Linked DNA regions of Sus scrofa: region 2 is linked to region 1. The links are chromatin contacts, called in public promoter capture Hi-C maps. All regions are on one chromosome and are shown on one strand. The core of a region is the stretch at or near the end of the contact, and the rest is flanking DNA. Distances in the headings are between cores, read along the strand shown. Region 1 holds the start of FADS3 (fatty acid desaturase 3). Region 2 holds the start of FTH1 (ferritin heavy chain 1).

Region 1 (3,407 bases), core at 600-3,099:
CCTCTGACTCCAGGAAAGTTGCCAGACCCACTGGTTTGAAGCCCGAAGGAGCGCCGAAAGGCCCTGAGACTGGCAGAGACCTGCAGGCGCTATTGGTTGGGCTCTGGGGAGACAGTTTTACAGCAACTCAACTCCAGGTGGCAGGAGGGCTCAGCCACCTCTCTCTGCCTGTCGGGATGAAGGAGCTGGAGGCAGTGGCCGGCTCCTGAGCCCTGTCCTTGCTTTACCTCCCAGGGGATCCGGGGGGTGGGGGTGGGGGGGCTTCATCTTCCTCATCTCTCTGGGGGCAGCTGGGGCAGGTGGAGGTTCTAACCCCCCCAATTCCCCGCCATCTCCCGTGAACTGAGATCTGGCCAGGGCCCAGGGAAGGGGTCAAAGGTCAGCAGCTGACCACTGAGGGCTGCTGAAGATGGGGTGAGGGCAGGGCCTCTGTGGTCACCTCAGCCACACTCCTCTACCCCCTCCCACATGCTCAGGGAGGGGGCTCAGGCAGCCCACAGTTGTGATGACAAGGCCTTATTTGTTGTCCTGGCAATTGGATGCAGGTACTCCTGGTACCAAGGAGAACCCAGAGGCCCCCCTCAGTTCTTTGGTCCCCAGCCCACCTGTCCCATGAATGTTAGTGACAATGATGTCCTGCAAGTTGTTAAACCAAGATACAAATGTTAGCACATCAGAAAACGATACTTAGGTTTCTCAAATTGTGTTCCCCAGGCCGGCACATCCGCCTCACCCCATCAGCATCACCTGGGAACTTGCCAGAATGCAATCTTGGAGTACCCTGGTGGCCTAGGGACAAAAGGATCTGGCATTGTCACTGCCGTGGCTCAAGTACTATCCCTGGCCTGGGAACTTCCACATGACACTGGGTGCAGGAAAAAACAAAACAAAAACAAAACGCCATTCTTCATGCCCCCCAAAGCAAACCTGCTGGCTGAGTGCCATCTGGGCGTGAGTCTAGTAGTCTGTGTCCTCACAGGCCCTAAAGTCTTGATTCTGATGTTCAATCCAGCTTGACACCTGCTGCCCTGTAGCATAACCATAGCCTGATTTCATTCCATGTTGGCTGTGAATTCTTAATTTTTAGGAACAGGTATCTTTGTCTCAAAAACAAGGGTAGGGGAGCAACCGACACTCTCAAAAGGATTTTAGGACAAAATAGGGGAGGGTACTATCAGGAGCAAGCCAGCCAGCCCAGCATCGTCATCTGGTGAACGGCGGCACCCCACTCCCCTGCCCCTGCTCCCCTTTCGCCCCACGGGCCACCCCGCCTCATCCTCAGCCCTGCAGTCCTGACCGCAGGAAGACCACCGACCTCCACACAGTCCCCCGGGGGTGGGGGCGGTCAGGCCAATAACCTCAGCCCCGACGGGGCAAGCTCGCTGTGCCGATGCTGGGGACGCATGGTCTGAGAGCTGGTGACGGTCACCCCGAGGTAGTGTCCCCACCTCCCCCGTGCGCTCAGAATGTAACGTTGTCGGAGGCGCGGCGGCACGCCCATCATTTGCAGACTCTGGGCCCGCAGCGGGCGGGCGCGGCCGGCACCGGCACAGCGGCGTGGGCTTTTCATCCTTCTGACCCCGCCCCGCCCCGCCGGGCGCGAGCCGGGTTGCGGACCGTGCCCCCCACCGGCCGGGGCGTGGTGGCCGCGGTGCCTCGCGGGCGGGGAGCGCCCGCCTCGACGCCGCCCTCCCCGCCCGCCCCGCCGGAACGCGGCGCAGCCAATGGGGGTCGAGTCGCTGCGCGGGGATTGGGGCAGGCGCGCGGCCGGCGGCGGCGGCGGCGGCGCGGGGGCCGGGGCGCGGGGAGGGGGCGAGGCGAGCGCTGTCAGCGCGGTTATAAGGGCAGGAAAAGTTGCCCGCGGAGAGCCGGGCAGGCGCACGCTCGTACGGCGGCCGCAGCGGCAGGGCGGGGCCGCGGAGCAGCGGGTGGCGGCGGAGGAAGTCCCGGAACGCGACCTCGCTCCCCTCGGGGTCTCGCTTGGGCCTCGGCGGGGTCCCGGGATCGCCAGGACTTTTGCACGCAGCCATGGGCGGCGTCGGGGAGCCCGGCGGGAGACCCGCGCAGCTGGGGGCGCCGCTGCCCACCTTCCGCTGGGAGCAGATCCGCCCGCACAACCTGCCGGGCGACAAGTGGCTGGTCATCGAGCGTCGCGTCTACGACATCAGCCGCTGGGCACAGCGGCATCCGGGGGGCAGCCGCCTCATCGGTCACCACGGCGCGGAGGATGCCACGGTAAGGCCGCCCACCGCGGGCGGGGCGGAGTCTGGCGCTCGGTGGGGCCTGGTCGTGGGCACCGTGTCCTGCTCCACCCGCGGGGTCTTAGCATTCCCCCCTGCTCTCGCTGACCTTTGACCTCCCGGCCGGGGACCCAGATGTGGGATGGACGAGCCGGGGCCTGATGGGGAGTAACGAGGCCACTTCCCAGCATGGAGAAGCCGCACGCCGGGCCGTGGACCAGGGCTGGGCTGGAGCACATCTGTGTGGGAGGAAGGGGCTCTCGGAGGTGGGTGTGTCATGGCAGAAAGAGCTTGATGCCCCAGGTGAGGGTCTTCCCTGATGCTCTGAGGTTCCTCCTCTCGGTTCTGGGTGCCCCCAGACCAGGTTCCTCATGCTGGATGCTTGCTGGATGCCAGAGGTAGGGCGGGTTCCCCGGAGGCTGGCAGGGATGTGCCATCAGAGGCTAGAGGCTGGGCAGCAAAGCTTGGGCAGGGCCTCAAGGTCTGTGGCTTTCCCAAAAGCTGCTGTAAATGGCCGTGAGGGGCGGTGACTCACCTCTCCTGGGCTGGCCGCTGCATGTGGGAGAATTTTGCCAGTCAGGCTGGGTGGGCCTCTTTGGGAAGGCCCAGTCATCCCAGGAACAGGGTGGCCCCTGTAGACCCCAACTTCCCCTTTCCAGCCATGTCTAGACATGTCATGGTCAAGGAGGAATGTGGCCTGTCCAGGGGGACATCTGGCAGAGCAGCTCTCAGGACGTGACTCCTCATCAGCCCCTTTTCCCACCGTTCCCCACCTAGACAGTAGGACTCAGGGCCAGGATACACTGGCCTTGACCATCCAGAATCCTAGGTCGGTCCCACTGGGTACCAAGAAGAAGGTCTTCGAGATTCCAGGGGATGAATCCCTAACGGGTGGAACTGTAGGAAGCAAAAGAAATTGGGTCCCATCCCAGGAGGGTCCGTGTCCCTGGTACCAGGACCTTCTGCCATGAGTTGGCGCCTGAAAGGTTGGGGTCAGAAGCCTCCCGAAGCTCTAGATCCTGACAGAGAAAGCCTTGTGCGTGGAGCTCAGGGCCCAGGCAGTCGGAGCGGACCGTGGGCTGGTGACCATGTTCGGGCCTGTACGGGTGGCAGATGCTAAGCATATCTGCGTGCGTGGCTATACATGTGTGCATTGCTGCCAGGGTG
Region 2 (3,814 bases), core at 851-3,350, 73 kb before region 1:
CTCTTTCACTATGTTTTCTAACTTCTAGTTACTGTTACATAGGAAAACTTTGCATCTGGTGACTCTGTCATAATCTTATCCCAAAAGTTTTTCTGTTGATTCAGTGTAAGGTTTCTAAAAACAAAACATAGTATTTCTCCAGCTAGAAATCCTTTCTTTCCTTGTCTCTTTTTTCCTTTTGGCCATGCCTGTTGCCTGTGGAAGTTCCAGGGCCAGGGATCCAACCCACGCCACAGCAGTGACAACACCAGGTCCTTAACCTGCTGTGCCACAAGAGAACTCCTAGATATTCTTTAGAGCTTCCATGTTCAGGATAAAGTTAAACCCCTTTTTTGGGCCCCCAACCCTTCCTGATCTTGCCGCATGCTACCCTTCCAGACTTCTCCAATAGGGACTGTAGTTTCAGGCCAACACATTTTCTTTCTGTCTGTCTGTCTATCTTTTTAGGGCCACACGTACAGCACGTGGAGGTTCCCGGGCTAGGGGTCCAATCGGAGCTACAGCCGCCAGCCTACACCCCAGCCACAGCAACTTGGGATCTGAGCCGCATTTGCAAACTAGACCATGGCTCATGGCAAAACCAGATCCTTAACCCACTGAGCAAGGCCAAGGATTGAACCCACAACCTCATGGTTCCTAGTCGGATTCGTTAGCCATTGCACCAAAACGGGAACTCCTCAAATGTCACTCTCTTTAGGGCAGCCTTCCTTGAACTCCTATCCCAGACTGGGTAAGGCACCCTTGGTATTCACCCATCATCCTTCTTAATTTCTTGTCTGCAGCCCTAGCCCCATTAAAATTTTTTTTCCTTAAGTAACATATGTACATTTGAAATGAATAAAGACCCAAGAGAAATCGCTGTAATTCCACCAGCAACTTGTTTTCCTATTTTAGTAAAGTTCCTTTAATTTTTTGTTGTAAAGCTTTTAGAAGTACAGCTTACAGTTGGACATTTGTGAATATCCTGAAAAGGGTCTTGGGTAGGTCCCCTACCCACGTGTTGAAGGGCCTGATTAAGAATCGTGGACCCTGGGGGCAGCAGATTGGGTCTGCCTAGCTCCAGTTCTGCCACCCACGAATTCGCACCCACTCAGTGCCAGGGACACTGCTGCAAGCCACACACAGTGCCCCAGCCACTCCACGTTCTCTGGCATCTGTCCTTCATGTTCCGCGCCTTCAGCTTCTCTCCAAGGACAACCCAGGGGGTGGCTCCCTGTAGAACCGCCTGAGCCTGAAGCTCCTGGGGCTTGATCGGCCATTTCAAAATGGCCTCACAGCATCCTTTTCAGATTCAAGCAGCTTCTTTCCTCCTTTTCTAACCCCCTTGGTCTCTGAGTTGTAAGCTACCGGCCGATTTTCTCAGAACCCTGGTGGCTCACGACTCCCTCGGGAAGGCAGTCTTTCGGGGAAACACGACCCGCCCAGCCTTTGTTGTAGCAACTGCACGAGGAGCCACGTACACTTTCGGCCAAAGCCGGACCGGGCCACCAGAGCTGGAGGAGGCCCGACCCCACCTGCTTTGGGCCCCTTCCTAGGTTTTGAGGAATTGAAAGAGGGCCCTTTCCCCGCCCGACCTCTGCCTCACTCCGGGCCCACGTTCACTCTCCGGGTTCCCTATTTGCATTACCAGGCACCTCGGAGTGTGGCAACTGCAGCTCTACCGCTCTGATTTTTAACATGACCTTGGCCATAAGTCTCGGGGTGCCCGCTTGGGCTCTTGCAAGAGCCTCGACGCCCCAGGGAAGGTTTCCCGTCGGTTGCAAAACCCAGGCTGTCAGAGCCCCGAGAGTCATAGAGTCACAGCCCCGAGCTGGACTTCCTGCCCTTGCTCAGGTCGTCTCTCTCATCCCACGAAACGCACCTCAAGGCGTCTGCGCGGGACGGGGTTCCAAGACTCCCAGGCTTCGCCACCCCACCCCTTCCCTCCCCTCCCCCACCATCCCAGTGCGCCTCCCCCCACCCCCGCCCGCACCCACCGGAAGGGGCGGGGCTCCGCGCGGCGGGCAGGCGGCGTGATTGGCCGCGGCGGGGCGGACGGCCGATGCCGATATAAGAGCCGGGCCAGCGCTACCTGCGCCACAGTCTTCGCGGAGAGTCGCTGCGGTTTCCTGCTTCAACAGTGCTTGGACGGAACCCGGCGCTCGTCACCCGCCCCGGCCGGCCGCTCAGAGCCAGCCCTCGCCACCTCTTCACAGCGCCCTCGGACCGCCCCAAGGCCACCGCCACCGCTCCCGCGCCGCTGCCGCCACCACCGCTCCTCAGCCTCCCGCCATGACGACCTCGTGCTCCTCGCAGGTGCGCCAGAACTACCACCAGGACTCGGAGGCGGCCATCAACCGCCAGATCAACCTGGAGCTCTATGCCTCCTACGTCTACCTGTCCATGGTAAGCGCAGGCTTGGCCGGCGGGGGGCGGGCTCGGCCTCGGAGGCGGCGGGGCGGGGTGTGGCTAGCGGGCGGGGCCTCCCGCCTCCCGCCTCTGCGCGGTTCTGGAAAATGGAGGCTGCTCCGGGTCCCCCAGGACTTCGCAGAAATTCCGAGGAGTCGGCCCTTTCCGACTGACCCCTGGGAGTGCCCCTTTGTAGGCCGACTGCCTCTGCCCGCCCACCCCCCTCCCCCCTCCCCCTTTTTTTTCCTTGCCGCGCTTGCTGCCAGTACCATCCTGCAGTTAGGAAGGTGGATTTTCGCATTTCCATTCCGTCCTCTGCATCCGATCACGTGATCCTGGGCGGAGGCGAAGAGGTCCTGCTCCCATCCCCCAGAATACGGCGGAGCCTGCTGGGTAATGGTGTCGAATAGCAGCCCTGGGGGCTGGTGTGAAGTGCTTTATCTCCAGTGGGCTGACCACCCGAACAGCCGTCTCCACCCGTTTGCTCTGCTTATCGCCAAGTCCCACTTGAATTGAAGCACATCTCTAGAAATCTCTCCTTCCGCCACAGTTGTCTTAGTCACCCGTCCTTGCGCCTGACTACCTCCTCCTTTATTCTTTTTGTCTAAAGGTTGGGGCCTAATCGAACCCTTCGTTCTTGGATAAAGTCCATCCACAGTTACAGGGCCGGCATTTTTTCCATAGAGGGGTCAGTTTTCCAAATTCCTGGTTTTAGGCGGTGTGGTAGGAGTTGTAGAATTGTCTGACCATTACGTAAACCATCCAAGAATAGGCAGGTACCAGATGGGTTTGGAACTGGCCTGGATTTCTATGACTGCCCTTCCATTTCAGGAACACCCAGCAAGGGTCTAAAAGAACCCAGTTTTGCTTTCTACTGTTATGCCTTTATATACATTGTTGCCCACAGCCGTCTACTTCCCTAGTGGGGTACTTTTAGAAATGCATCGGTCTGGCTGTAAGCTGGCAAGTTCATGTTTTAACATGGATTAATCAAGGAGGGAGAAGGAGGAAGCACTAATAGTGCGGAGTAAATACTCCACTTTCCTCTCTTCGACCAGATGTGACACTGGCTGTAAGAATTTAACTTTGGAGTTCCTGCTGTGGCGCGATGGGGTTGGCGGTGTGTCTGGAGCGTTGGGACTTAGGTTCCATCCCTGGCCTGGCACAGTGGTTTTAGGGATCCAGCACTGCCACAACTCTCATGAGGGTCACAGCTGTGGCTCCCATCTGATCTCTGGCCCGGGAACTTCCTCAGACCAGAGGCGGCCAAAAAAGAAAAAAGAACTTTGCTCTAACACAGATCCTGAGGATGTTCCATGGTGGTGGCAAGTCCTGTGATATTCTAAATGCTCCTTGTGAACATTTTTCATTTTTGCCCTTAGGAGTGAGAACTAATGACTGTTTAGTTCGATGCAGCAACGCAGCC

The links. Promoter capture Hi-C pulls out the DNA fragments that hold promoters and counts their contacts.
Region 2: a contact with region 1 is called in a promoter capture Hi-C map of liver, with 4 times the contacts expected there. The contact joins the promoter of FTH1 here to the promoter of FADS3 in region 1. A contact is called at or near these places in 2 of 5 promoter capture datasets (fetal liver and liver), 5 of 47 Hi-C or Micro-C datasets (adipose tissue, embryonic fibroblasts, fetal liver and 2 more) and 1 of 2 datasets of contacts at active chromatin or transcription factors (skeletal muscle).

Annotation. Positions count from the first base shown.
Region 1 is chr2:9,605,823-9,609,229 of Sscrofa11.1, forward strand. FADS3 (fatty acid desaturase 3) reads left to right here and starts at 1,850. Exons shown (of 12, transcript NM_001206434.1): 1 at 1,850-2,235. The coding sequence starts at 2,029.
Region 2 is chr2:9,533,070-9,536,883 of Sscrofa11.1, forward strand. FTH1 (ferritin heavy chain 1) reads left to right here and starts at 2,101. Exons shown (of 5, transcript NM_213975.1): 1 at 2,101-2,179; 2 at 2,247-2,385. The coding sequence starts at 2,272.